Linked DNA regions of Mus musculus: region 1 is linked to region 2. Evidence: chromatin contacts called from public Hi-C data. All regions are on one chromosome and are shown on one strand. The core of a region is the stretch at or near the end of the contact, and the rest is flanking DNA. Distances in the headings are between cores, read along the strand shown.

Region 1 (3,424 bases), core at 208-2,707, 72 kb after region 2:
TCTATCGTCTCTTCTACATCTGAGATTCTTCCTCTATCTCCTTATTCTGTTGGTGATACTTATGTCCATAGTTCCTACTCTCTTTCCTAGGTTTTCCAACCTCAGGATTGCCTCAGTTTGTGTTTTCTTTATTGCTTCTATTTCCCTATTCAGGCCTTGAATATTTTTATTCATTTTCTTTCTTTTGTTTTATTTTCCTGCATTTCCTTTAATTTATTTGCTTCTTCTTTTAATAACTCAACCTGTTTGAATGTATTTTCCTGTGTTTTCTTAAGGGATTTATTTATTCATGTCCTCTTTAAAGGCCTCTATCAACTTTATAAGATTGAATTTAAGATCTTCTTGTGTTTCAGTTTCATTAAGACATCTAGGGTTTGTTGTATCAGGATAGCTGGACTCTGGGTGTGCCATATTGTTCTGGGTCTTGATTTTGTCCTCACACTGTTCTTTAAGTATCTGTTTTTCCCTGGTGTTAGCTGGATGATCCTGATGGCAGCAGGACTTTTCAGGGAAGATGGGTAGAACTGTGGGTCAGACTGTGGAGGCCAGGTTAGGTTCTTCTTACTGTACTTCTGGCAGACCCTACTCTGCAGGCTGTGTCCCAGTGGGATGGTGAGCAGATCTGACTGAGATGGGATTAGTTGGGCAGGGTTCTAAGCTGGTTAATTTTGGGACCCTTGAATGTTTCCATTGGGAAGCAGGATGCTCTTGGGGTCTTGCGAAGTACCTCCAGACTGAAGAGCAAGCCCAGAGTTGGACAATGAGTCTCAGGGCACCATGCATCACTCACCTCAACTGGTGGTCCCAGGCAAACCAACTTGGATGGCCCCATTTGTCTTTCTTCAGGGCATTTATTTTTGTGATAGTGGTATATGTGTATGTGTGGGTACAAACAATTATGTGTACAGATGTATTCGTGGAGGCCAGAGACTAACAAACAGTGTCTTCCTCTATTGCTGTCCACTTTATTTTTTTGAGGCAGAGTCTGTCATTGAACTCATTGTTTCACTAACCTGATGGCCTTGGTGCTAACTGCCTATCTTCACAGATGCTCAGCCTTTTTTTGTGGATACTGAGGCTCTAAGCTCAGGTCTTCATGTTTGTGCAATATGTACTTTACCCAGTAGGCTATCTATTTTATCCATTTATATCAAACATTTTAAAATCAAGTCATTTGTGCAATGCTGGGAGGAATTGCAGTTTAGGTACTTGCCCTTGGGATCCATTTAGGGCTATTTTTTATATACTAGATTAAAGTATATAAATCTTCCCCTGCTGACAGGTAACTGCCAAATGTTACCAGCCCCACTGCTTCCCAAGGAATCTAAAGCACAGACTATATATTAACCTAGTGTTGTCAATGGCAACAAAGTGGGCAGTGTCAGAAAGGAGCTGAGTGTAACAAGGGCAGCAGTGCCAAAAGGACATTGTTGGTGAGGGCCAGAGAAGGCTCTGAAGGTCAGTATAGACCAGATCTGTTCCCACATGACCCTGTCCAGCTCCACACAGCAGGGCAGGAGCCTTGTGGTTAAAGATCATCACTTCTAGGGATTCCCTTATTTGTGTTTTGTCTGATACTCAATAGTTTCTCTTCCTTACCTTTTGCTCTCTGGGGCCAGGCTCCATGCCACTTCAGTACTCCAGGGGTCATCCTGTGCCTTCCCCTCTCCCTCATGTAGAATGCAAGCCATCTGTGTCTACTGTTGCAAAGTACAAGCTCCCTGTGTGCTTGGTGTTCCTGAGTTGCAGAAAGGCTGCATATGTAAATGTAACATGTTGTTTTTGTTTATGATAAAATGTACTAGTGTTGGCTACTACGGCTGCTAATAATGACGTGTGCTAACTATAGCAGGGTGGGGTGGGCAAGCTAAAAATAACAGTTTTCTTTCTCCTTCTTTGATGAGTGAGGAATTTGATTGTACTCGGTTTCTTAGTGTTAAAAAGTCACATCTAAGGAAGAGTACTATTGTTCCCAGGCATCTTCCTACCACATGACCCAGAGGAGGGGCTACAAATGAAAGAAAGTCAGGAATGCTCTGAAGCTCAGAAAGAAGAGACCTAGCTAATCTTAACTGTGGAGCAAGTCTAGTCAGGGTGTGCAGGACTGCGGCATCTGAGAAAGCCTGGCAGACAGGAGAGGAGAGGGGACAGCTGACAGTCGTGGTGAAAACAGAGCGTGGTTCACCACCCTTGCAGGCTAGCATGCCAATGGAGAGTTGGCTTGAGACTCTGATTGATGGGCGGAACAGAGAAAGAGGAGAGCTGAAGAGGTGCCAGGAATACATGTGTGAACCTCAGGTGAGCAGTGGAGGGAACACAACAGGGAGGAGCGCTCTGCAACAGGGAGGAGCACTCTGAAACAGGGAGGAGCTCTCCGCCTTGACACATATGGGGATGAAGGGCATGGAAGAAGCACATGGTGATTTGTACACTATTCTTTCCTATTTTTTTTTTAAGAACCACCATGCTTTTTTAAAGACATTTACATTGAATTTGAGAAACCCAGATTTTTTTTAAAATGTTCTTTAAGCAGTTAATTTTCTCCTCAAACAATCTTCAGATTCTCTCTTGGTGTGATATAGCAGTGCTGACCATAAATCTTTCCTGCTGGGAGTAACGAAGAACGTGTGTAGTTCTGTAAACTTGGGAGGCGCATGATACTTGCCTTGGTGACTTTATGGATATTAGGCTGGGATTGTGGTTAAGCTAATGAACTGAAAACCCAAGCTGATGGTCTCATCATTCACTTCAGCAGCCTGTCTTACATTTCAGGCTAATATCTATGTTTATACATGATTGCTTAACTGGAATCCTCTTGGCACGTTAACATTTTTCATATTAAACCCCATCTGAATTTTAATCGGCAAGGTTTTTTGCAGTTTATTGAGAATAATTTTAAATTATTAAATATTTTGAGACAGGGTCTCTTGTATCCTAAGCTTGTCTCAGACTCTGTGTCCATGATGGTCTGGGACTCCAGATCTTTCTGACTCTGCCTCCTAAGTGCTAGGATTCCAGGTGTGCACCACCATGTCCAGTATATGCAATGCTGAAAATCAACTTAGGCTATTGCCTATGCTAAGCAAGCACTCTGTTGAGCCATCTCTACCCACAGTTTTTCTCTGAAATTATGGTGTCAGGGAATCTTTTATTTAAAATTATATTGTAATTATAATATGACATAACAATAAACATATACTGAAAATTTACATAGATGCCTAGGTTTCTGTATGGGTTGAAGCAATTCCGTTCTTTGGAACCAACCACTCATTTTTGTGCACTGTTGTTAACTATAGCAAAAACACATAGTCTTGTAACAAACCCATTGTATGGTATAGATTGATTAGTTTAGAGTAGTGACTCAGATACAGAAAGACTGGAATCCTTTTTGAAGGCATGTCTAAATGAGTAACCCTGGAAATGA
Region 2 (3,274 bases), core at 103-2,602:
AAGATTAGGCCTTCCACATCTCATTGGAAAATATCTAGTGTTGCTTGCTGTCCTGTAGATTGAGAAGTCTTCACAACTTTCTCTGGTGAAGGTCACCCTGTTTGTTTTGCTCAAGGATCAATGGGTATATAGGCTGTTTTCTAGATTTTGGTATACACTTATAATAATTTTTATGCATGTTTCATCACTCGTCTCTTTCTTTGTCTCTTTTTAGACAAAGTCTGATTTTTCCTTTTTTTTTTCACTTATGATGATAATATCCCATTTCAAGGAATGTTGGGTAAATTAAAGACTTGATGCTTGTGATAAATCAAGGACATGTACATTGCCTCTGGGTCTTAGTAACAGCCCTCCTCTCAGGAAAACGTATTTTAAAAATTTCAGAGTAGGATAGGGGATTTCCAAGACCTTCACAAGGAGGTTCATGAATTCATACATCAGGAGTGCAGGATGGAGCAATGGGTACTCATGTAGTGATGTGTGAGTAGCTTGGGCCTGGTTCAGTCCACACTGTAACTATTCAGCATCCATTATTACCATGACAGCACTCAGTGTCCGGTTTTGCCGAGATCCCAAAGAATCATGCTGCAAGGATCCTAACACACCAGGAAAGCATCCTTCCTGTTTCTAAGAAATTCATGTGAGGTTATACTTTGTTTTTTTCACATTCATGGAACAAATCATTAGTCTATGTTGATGCAGGAGTTGATATGAAAATCTGGCTCTCATATGAAAAGAAGACAATAGACTTGCCATGAAAAAAAATGGCCAACTGCTTCACCAAAGTTTATCATTTGGAGAAATAAAGGTATTTTTCACAAACTTATGTTTATATTAGTATGTAATAGTTCTCCATGAGTTAAATAGCCATTTCTGCTTATAATTTAATTTTGTTATAATTTACATAAACAAGGGTTTCATTTTAATTATTCTTTTGAATCTTTGGTACATTTTTGTTTTGAGATCTTTATGCTATCTAACCAAGCCTTTAGGCTCACTGATTTCAGCCTCCCTCCCAGATGCTGAGGAAGCAGGCACCACCAGGCTTCCCTGCTCCTACTTGTTAAGCATAAGAATGGAGGTGCTTCTAACATAGAAGCTGATCATCGCTGGTCTGCCCCACTGTTCTCCACAAGTTTTGAAACTTGAAAGGTGATGCAGTTGGTATTAGTCTACTGAGTACTGTCTGGAAAGAGTATCTTATTCAAGTAAGAAAAATGACTAGATTCTTTCTTTAGGCCAACAGAAAGGAGGACTGGCCACGATGTGCGGGTTGTCTTCCCTGTGTGGGCATTCTCAGGGAGCAGTGACTAAAGTCATTGCTTTGTTAATCATTCCCAGGGAAGGGGTTGAGTTCCAAGTTGTAAAGTAAATTATGACAAAGCGAAATGTAAAGCCTTCAGGTGGACACTGGACCTGGTGTGTCATGTGGGTTAGAGTTTCCTGTCAGCCTCAGTGCAAACAAAGCTGTGACCCCTGGTGAGTCACCATCTCTCCAGGTCTCAGTGTCTTTGTTTTAAAGTGAAGGAGTTAAACATGATTCTCTGTGGAGTCTGCCCAATAACATGATAGAGACTTCCTTTAGAGGCTCAGAAGAGTTTCTCTTGATACAATGTCAATCTGATCTCTAATAATTTTGTTTTTCACGCACATCTCTCTAACTATATCCTTATCTGGGTGAAAAAAATCTCTGCCATGTCAGAGTGAGCATAGGTGGGGGTGACCTTTCATTGAAAAGTTGAGACATTTTTTGGTCCTGTTTTTTTAATCCAGTATTTCCTTTTATAAAATTCAACACCTGCTATGAATTCCTTGTTCTTTTTATTTGCATTATTCCTGGCTCACGCCGGTCATTCTGTTGACACAACACTGGCTGTTTATGGCGATAACCATAGTCACTTTGATAGTCTCATAATGCAGTGCTAACATTGACTTAGACTTTTGAATATAAAGTCCACTGTTTCAAAGGGCATAGACTCGTGGGTTCCAATACAAGCAATTAAGTACTTACCATACTCTGTAGTTTTCTTCATAACAGAAGAGAACATTTCAGTACACCTCAGGTCATTGCTTTTGTCAATCATCCTTGGCTTTTTTTTTTCCTTTTTAATTTAAATTTACTTTGTCGGATGACATAAAAGCCTCAGAATTCAAGAAGTTTGTGCCAAGTTTTCCCTATCAGTAAACTTTCCAGATAAGCTGCAGAGATATAAGAAACTACATGCTGAGAACTACAGAAACAGAGTGGATTTGGTGGAGGCATGTTGTGTGTGTGAACAGCGGTGGCAACTACCAGAAACGTATTCAGCCTTGCCTGGGACCTCGGGACTGAAAACATGCAGCATGCTGTCCCTTATTTGTCTCATGGTGTTTTGACTTCGAACATGGCTAACATATCTATATGTCTCATACTGTTTTGACTTTGAACATGGCTAACATATCACTATGTTACATACTGTTTTGACTTTAAAGATGGCTAACGTATCTACAATTTCTCTAGGCGAGTTTTTACAAAAACTGTTGTTGAGATGACTCTCAAATGAGACTTGCTTGTCCTGAAAGTTCAGTTACTTTCCTTTATATATGTTGTTTCTGGAGAATCTGTTGATCATTTTACTGGGAAAACAAACCAATATAAAACAAAACAAGCGTTCTATCGTGTACAAAGCACTGTGACAATGTATTTCTGTTAAGTCTTGCTTCTCACATTACAAATGTCTCGGATTTAAATCCCAGCACATCTGCCTTTTCACACTTAAACATGCTCTATTAAGTGTCATGCTTAGATATGAATATTGAACTAAAATCCATAGGTACAGTTAGAGTAATTAAGCAATTTCACCTTAAGGTAGTTTTCAACCTTGTGATCTGTTGGAACCAGGGCCTGGGGATTTATCACTTCTAGATTTGAAGCCTTTTGCTGTATTGAAATTCTGGGTGTGCCCAGCCTCGCCTGTCCTTAAATGACAAAGTAAGGACAGATGTTATATCGCTGCCATAATTTCAGGGCAACATTAGGCTTCCCTCAGTGTTTTGATGCCTTTATATTTTGCCTCCTAAATAATACCCTTTCTCCTTTCAGATGTTGCTTTTTGTTTCCCATTGCTCATCTGGCAAAAAAAAAAAAAAAAAAAAAAAAAAAAAGTTCAATCTTGCTGCTACTAAATATTGTATCCTTTTTCTTTTACTTTCTAAACTCAAGTATAGAAAAAATTATGCTTCTTGATAATGCTTAAATATACATATTAACTTGGATGAACTGATCCAAAACTTA

Evidence for each region. A called contact is a pair of places that touch in the nucleus more often than the background predicts.
Region 1: a contact with region 2 is called in a Hi-C map of liver, with 1.8 times the contacts expected there. The contact joins two enhancer-like sites. A contact is called at or near these places in 3 of 39 promoter capture datasets (hippocampal neurons and liver), 8 of 484 Hi-C or Micro-C datasets (cerebral cortex, liver, muscle stem cells and 3 more), 2 of 115 datasets of contacts at active chromatin or transcription factors (embryonic stem cells and intestinal villus epithelium) and 2 of 9 other capture datasets (adipose tissue and liver).

What each region holds. Positions count from the first base shown.
Region 1 is chr8:76,982,889-76,986,312 of GRCm38.p6, forward strand. The region is part of intron 2 of Nr3c2 (nuclear receptor subfamily 3, group C, member 2); the gene reads left to right. Among named protein-coding and RNA genes, the nearest start is that of Nr3c2, 82 kb to the left of the region's middle. Within about 2 kb of position 1,458, at least 8 of the 459 cell types and tissues checked have an H3K27ac peak or open chromatin away from gene starts, as enhancers often do. A contact at or near this core is called in liver, where this site is marked.
Region 2 is chr8:76,911,484-76,914,757 of GRCm38.p6, forward strand. The region is part of intron 2 of Nr3c2 (nuclear receptor subfamily 3, group C, member 2); the gene reads left to right. Among named protein-coding and RNA genes, the nearest start is that of Nr3c2, 11 kb to the left of the region's middle. Within about 2 kb of position 1,353, at least 30 of the 459 cell types and tissues checked have an H3K27ac peak or open chromatin away from gene starts, as enhancers often do. A contact at or near this core is called in liver, where this site is marked.